2 separate regions of the Sus scrofa genome follow, and region 1 is linked to region 2. Evidence: chromatin contacts called from public HiChIP or PLAC-seq data. All regions are on one chromosome and are shown on one strand. Each heading gives the region's core, a stretch centred on a gene start, on an enhancer-like site or on the middle of the called end of the contact. The rest is flanking DNA. Distances are from core to core; before and after follow the strand shown.

Evidence for each region. HiChIP or PLAC-seq counts read pairs in DNA pulled down with a chosen protein or histone mark.
Region 1: a contact with region 2 is called in an H3K27ac HiChIP or PLAC-seq map of skeletal muscle. The contact joins the promoter of CSF3 here to the promoter of RAPGEFL1 in region 2. A contact is called at or near these places in 1 of 5 promoter capture datasets (fetal liver), 8 of 47 Hi-C or Micro-C datasets (adipose tissue, alveolar macrophages, embryonic fibroblasts and 4 more) and 2 of 2 datasets of contacts at active chromatin or transcription factors (alveolar macrophages and skeletal muscle).

Annotation. Positions count from the first base shown.
Region 1 is chr12:22,334,685-22,337,384 of Sscrofa11.1, reverse strand. CSF3 (colony stimulating factor 3 (granulocyte)) reads left to right here and starts at 1,436. Exons shown (of 5, transcript NM_213842.1): 1 at 1,436-1,587; 2 at 1,713-1,867; 3 at 2,248-2,355; 4 at 2,442-2,588. The coding sequence starts at 1,575.
Region 2 is chr12:22,194,547-22,197,246 of Sscrofa11.1, reverse strand. RAPGEFL1 (rap guanine nucleotide exchange factor-like 1) reads left to right here and starts at 1,406. Exons shown (of 11, transcript XR_002337116.1): 1 at 1,406-2,320.

The DNA.
Region 1 (2,700 bases), core at 187-2,686, 140 kb before region 2:
GGAGTGCATCTGCCAGTGTATAGAGTGTGCCTGATATAATGTCTGGAGCAGGGTTGTCCTCTGGAGGTTCTTGGGAGGGAGAGGAGGCCCCTCACGGTTCTGTTAAACCCGCCCCTATATTCCCATGGAGCTGGGCCCAGGGATGGGCTCAGTCGGGGCCTGGTAGCCAGTTGCCTAACCTAAGGTGTTGTTGGGGGCCAAGGCCACCCTGCAGGCCAGGGGACCAGAGGCAAGAAATGACTGGATTAGCCGGTGACGTCCCTTCCCGTTGTGGCCACCAGGGGGCCCCGTCTCCGCAGAGATGGCCTGGCCCAGTCAGACACACCCACTCCTCATCCAAAGGCTCACTGTTCTGGCACCTTGTAGGGTAAATTGGGACAGAAAGTGACAGCCTTGAGTGCAGTTGGTCAGACTTCCCCAGGTAGGCCCCATGGCCTGTGGAAAACTCTCAGGCGCCAGGCAGAGGTCCAGGTTATAACTCTGACTCTGCTGCCCATGACCTTGGGCAAGGCTCTGCCCTCACTGGCCCAGTTCACAGGGTTGGAACGAACTCCAAAGTCCCTTCCAGCGCTCACAGTGCATGGTTCTCCAGTTTGAAGCCAGGCACTTTCTTCTTTCTCACCCTTCTCTGCTCAGGACAGCACCCATACTCTGGCTGGCAGTGAACCTGGCCAGGGAAGCCCCATATCCCAGATCCTCAAGCCCCAAAGCACTAGGACATTGTCGGGGGAGGGGTAGTGCGGGGGGAGGAGGAGGAAGGGCAAGGTCAGGTGAACTAAGAGGCTCGAAGGGTCTTGCTTCATCAGGACAGTCATCCGGTTTCCTCCAGTCTCTGCCAGGATTCCGGGGGCTTAAAGGAATGAGTCATGGGGGGGATTGGGGAGTTCCCAGCTACCCAGTTCAGAACAGGAACCTGGGATGGTGCCTATCACAGTGTGGGCTGGGGACAGGAGGCAAGACCCCCATGTCCTTATCTCAGGCTCCAGCCCCTCCGAAGGGCACTCAGGGAGGCAGGTGCCTGGGAATTTGGGGGATAGAAACGGGAGCACCTAGCTTCTTCCTTCTCAGAGCTGGGGCTGAGGGAGCAGGTGGCTTGAGAATCCCAAGAGAGAGTGGCAAAGGGGGCTTCATGGGGACATGTGCCGGGGAGGGAGGGAGGCCTGCCTCTGCCCTGAGTTCTGACCTTACTCCAGCCCCCAAGGCCTCTATCACTGGCTCAGCTTTTGTTTAGCGGTTCAAACACCCTGGGGCAATGCAGGCCTGGGTGGGGCTAGGGGAGGAAGGGAGTCCGAGGGGGACCAGACGTCAAAGAAGAATCAGAGATTCCACAATTTCACAAAACTTTCGCAAACAGTTTTTTTTTTTTGTTTTGCCCCAACCGCCCTGCATTGTCCTGGACAACAAATTTGCATAAGTCTTGGGAAGTTATTACTAAGCCTTAGTCGCGGCACCAGGTAATTTCCTCCCAGGCCTCCATGGGCTTATGTATAAAGGCCCCCAGATCTGGTCCCTGACAGAACCCAGAACCTACAGACCCACCCAGACCCTCGGCTGAGCCTGCTGCCCAGAGCCCCATGAAGCTGATGGGTGAGTGTCCGGGGCCCTGGACGTGGGGAGGGGCAGAGGGGCAGAGGACTGGGGGTCCCTAGGATCCTGGAAAGGGACTCAGGTGGAGTGGACGGCACGTTCCCTGAGCCCCTGTCTGCTCCCAGCCCTGCAGCTGCTGCTCTGGCACATTGCACTCTGGATGGTGCCCGAAGCCGCCCCTCTCAGCCCTGCCAGCTCCCTGCCCCAGAGCTTCCTGCTCAAGTGCTTAGAGCAAGTGAGGAAAATCCAGGCTGATGGCGCCGAGCTGCAGGAGAGGCTGGTGAGTGAGGGAGGCCGGCAGCGGAGGGTCAGGGAGGGGACAGAGGTGCTGCAGGAGGGGGCACAGAGGAGAGGTTGGGGGAGAAGGAGGCGAAGGGACCCTTGGGAAAGAATGCCTCCAGATTGGGAGAGGAGAGACTGGGGGTAATGGACTGGCAAGGAGAGGTGGAGCCCTGGGCACTGGCACAGAGCTGGGGGCGGGGGAGAACTTCTTGGGGACAGTGCTGGGAGGGGCTGGCTGCGGAGTGGACGGAGGAAGGGGAGCAAGAAGCCTGGTGGGAGGTGGAAGGAGGAAAAGACCTCAGAGAGATGGGGGCGCTCGGAAGGGAGGACAGCCCAGCCCTGTCAGCCCCCCTCACTCGGCATCCTTCCCGCCCCCAGTGTGCCACCCACAAGCTGTGCCACCCCCAGGAGCTGGTGCTGCTCGGGCACTCTCTGGGCCTCCCCCAGGCTTCCCTGAGCAGCTGCTCCAGCCAGGCCCTGCAGCTGGTGAGTTCCGGAGGGGAGAAGGGAGGTGAGGGGGTAGGAAAGGTGATCTGGAAGGAACACCCCCTGACTCCTCCCCATCCCCCCAGACTGGCTGCCTGAACCAACTGCATGGCGGCCTCGTCCTCTACCAGGGCCTCCTGCAGGCCCTGGCGGGCATCTCCCCAGAGCTGGCCCCCGCCCTGGACATACTGCAGCTGGATGTCACCGACTTAGCCACCAACATCTGGCTGCAGGTGAGTCTCTCTGGGAGCAGCAAGCATTGGGGGCCTGGACCCAGATGGTCTTCAAAGGCCGTGCTGCCAGCCCGGGGATCCCGGGGTTCTTTAGGGCTGGGGCAGGAGCCTT
Region 2 (2,700 bases), core at 157-2,656:
AGAGAGGATGTTACCAAGGCAACCAGCTTAATCTGGTAACTGTGGCATGTGCTGGGAGTGGAGCCCTCCCCTCTTCTTATTTGGTTCATAAAATGCCTGGGGAGCTACGAGCCACTCCAACCAGTTTCCCCTCTTAGCCCCAAAGATATTGGGGTATCCAATAATGAGAACCCAGGAAACAAATACTCGGCTCTCTAGTCCAGCTTTTTAGCCAAAAGTGTGCTTTCTCCTTTTTAACTGTTCTTTTTTGCAAATCCACAAACAGATGGGTGTGCAAAGCTTTATTTCTATGAAGACATGCTCTTGCACACATAGGACCAGATAGGTACACACAGTGACACACGTGCATGGCACACACCCTGTTCAGTTCCACCACCACTCCCAGCCTTTAACATTCCTGTTGCTGCCTGGTTGGTGCACAGTAAACAGGGGTGGGGCATTGGCCAAGGAGCCTCAACCCATCTGGTGCCTGGTGCCACTCCCCACCTTGTTACCTTAACCTTGATGTGCTTACACTGAGCATGTCTCTCTACCACCCTCCTTCTGGAACGGTGTGCCCTTAGGGGCAGAATGCTCTGGGCATAGGCATCAGGAATAAGATTACTTGGAGAGCAAATTTGGTATTACTTTCCTCACTCTGTGGTTATGTCATCTCTGGATGGGCTCGCTCTCTATGCTGGATGGTGTTAGTTGGCAGTTCTGGAGCTTGTCAACCATCTCTAGGGCTCTGCTTCCTCCTGCTGCCAGCTAGGCTCAGGTGCCCTTGTGCTCCTGGTCTCCTCCCCCTTTGCCTACTGTCTCTTCTCCTCACCCCAATTAGACCTGCCACAACCTGCGGCTCCCAGCCTGGCTCCTACCTGCCTGCCAGTACCTGCCTCTCACAGGCCAGGCCCTCACCACCTATTGTGCCCTACCAGAAAGGGCAGATGAGTACTGCCTCAGGTTTCAATGCCAGTTCACCCGAGGCCTTTCCAGCCCTTCTAACAGAAGGAAGATAAAAACCACATATTCCTCAGAGTATGGCAACAAGAGTACATTATCAAGATCCAGAGTGATGGACAACCAATCAGCAATTTTTGGAGGCCCCACCCGAATACAGGTAGGTGAGTCAAGCAAAGTGTGTGGCCTGGTTCTTTGCAATGATACCAAGAGTCCTCGTAGGCCTCAAGCCAGGAACCCCCTTTCAGTGGGTAAATTACTCCCTCCCCTTTGCCCTGAACGTCTGGATCTGCCCCGAGTCTAATCCCATTCAGCCCCTTACTGTTTCCCTCGCTGTCAGCCCCTGCGCCCAAGTTCAAGCCTCGCGCGGCCTAGGGGGCGGGCCCATGAAGGGCGGGGGCGGGGACTGGGCGGGGACTGAAGGAGGGGGCGCGGCCTCAGTTCTGCCACCTTCCCCCCGGTCAGGAGCACAGCCGCCGCCGCCGCTGCCGCCGCCGCCGCCACCGCCGCGTCTTCTCAGCGTTGCGCACCACCCGCTGCCTTTGCCGCCGCAGCCCGGCTCCGGAGCGTAGAGCGAGGGGCACCGGCCCCGCAGCCTACCCACCCTTCGGGCCGCGTGCGCTGCAGCCGGCATGGGGGGCCACTAAGAGCAGGCACTCCTTCCCTCTGGCACCCCCTCCGGCCCCTGGCCACTGGACTCCGGCCAGCGAGCCTCGGGCACCTCTGCCCCCAGTCCGGCGCCTGGCACGGCCCTCCGCTCTGCCCCTCCGGCTCTGAGCATCGTGTCCCCGCCCCCCCCCCGCCCGCGCCTGGGACACCTGGGTCCTCCGGCGGCCCCGAGGAGAGGGGCGGGGGGGGGGCATGAAGCCGCTGGAGAAATTTCTGAAGAAGCAGACGTCGCAGCTGGCGGGGCGAACGGTGGCGGGAGGTCCCGGCGGGGGTCCGGGTAGCTGCGGCGGGCCTGGAGGGGGTGGGGGACCTGGCGGGGGCGGCGGTCCAACCGGGGGACCGCGGCCACTGCAGCGGCGTCAGAGCGTGTCTCGCCTGCTGCTCCCAGCTTTCCTCCGGGAGCCCCCCGCCGAGCCGGGGCTGGAGCCGCCCCCTGAGGAGGACGGGGGCGAGCTGGCGGGGGTCGCGGAGGAGCTCAGCAGCAGGGGGCCCTGTTGGCTGCAGCTAGAGGAGGTGCCAGGGCCCGGACCGCTCGGGGGAGGGGGGGCCCTGCGCTCCCCTTCCTCGTACTCCTCAGATGAGCTGTCCCCGGGCGAGCCCCTGCCTTCCCCACCCTGGGCCCCCCTGGGCGCCCCCGAGCGGCCGGAGCATCTTCTGAACCGGGTTCTGGAGCGGCTGGCTGGAGGGGCCACCAGGGACAGCGCTGCCTCAGGTAAGGAGTCGGCCAGCTCATCCATCCCCCAGTAGGGGGTCGTCCCCTGGTTGCTCTTCCTTGCCCTTGGAGAGTGGGGGTGGCGCTGCGCGGAGCCTCGGTGTGGGGTTGAGTGGTCTGGTCAGCTGAAGTGGGCTAGGGGCCTACGGGAGGGACAGACCCTTCTGCAGTGGAGAAGTGGCAGTGCCACCTTCCTCCCTGTAGCAGCTTCAGCCAGTGGCTGGGGAAGAAGCTGAACCTCTTTCTCTCCTTAAGCCACCTCTCCTCTCCCCCGGACATCTTATCCAGCCCTTCCTAGGTCCCTGATGTTGACTGCGTCCTTCTGTGGCCCCAAATTCGGGCCTGACATGCTAAGATGGACGCTGCCCAGACCAGTCAGT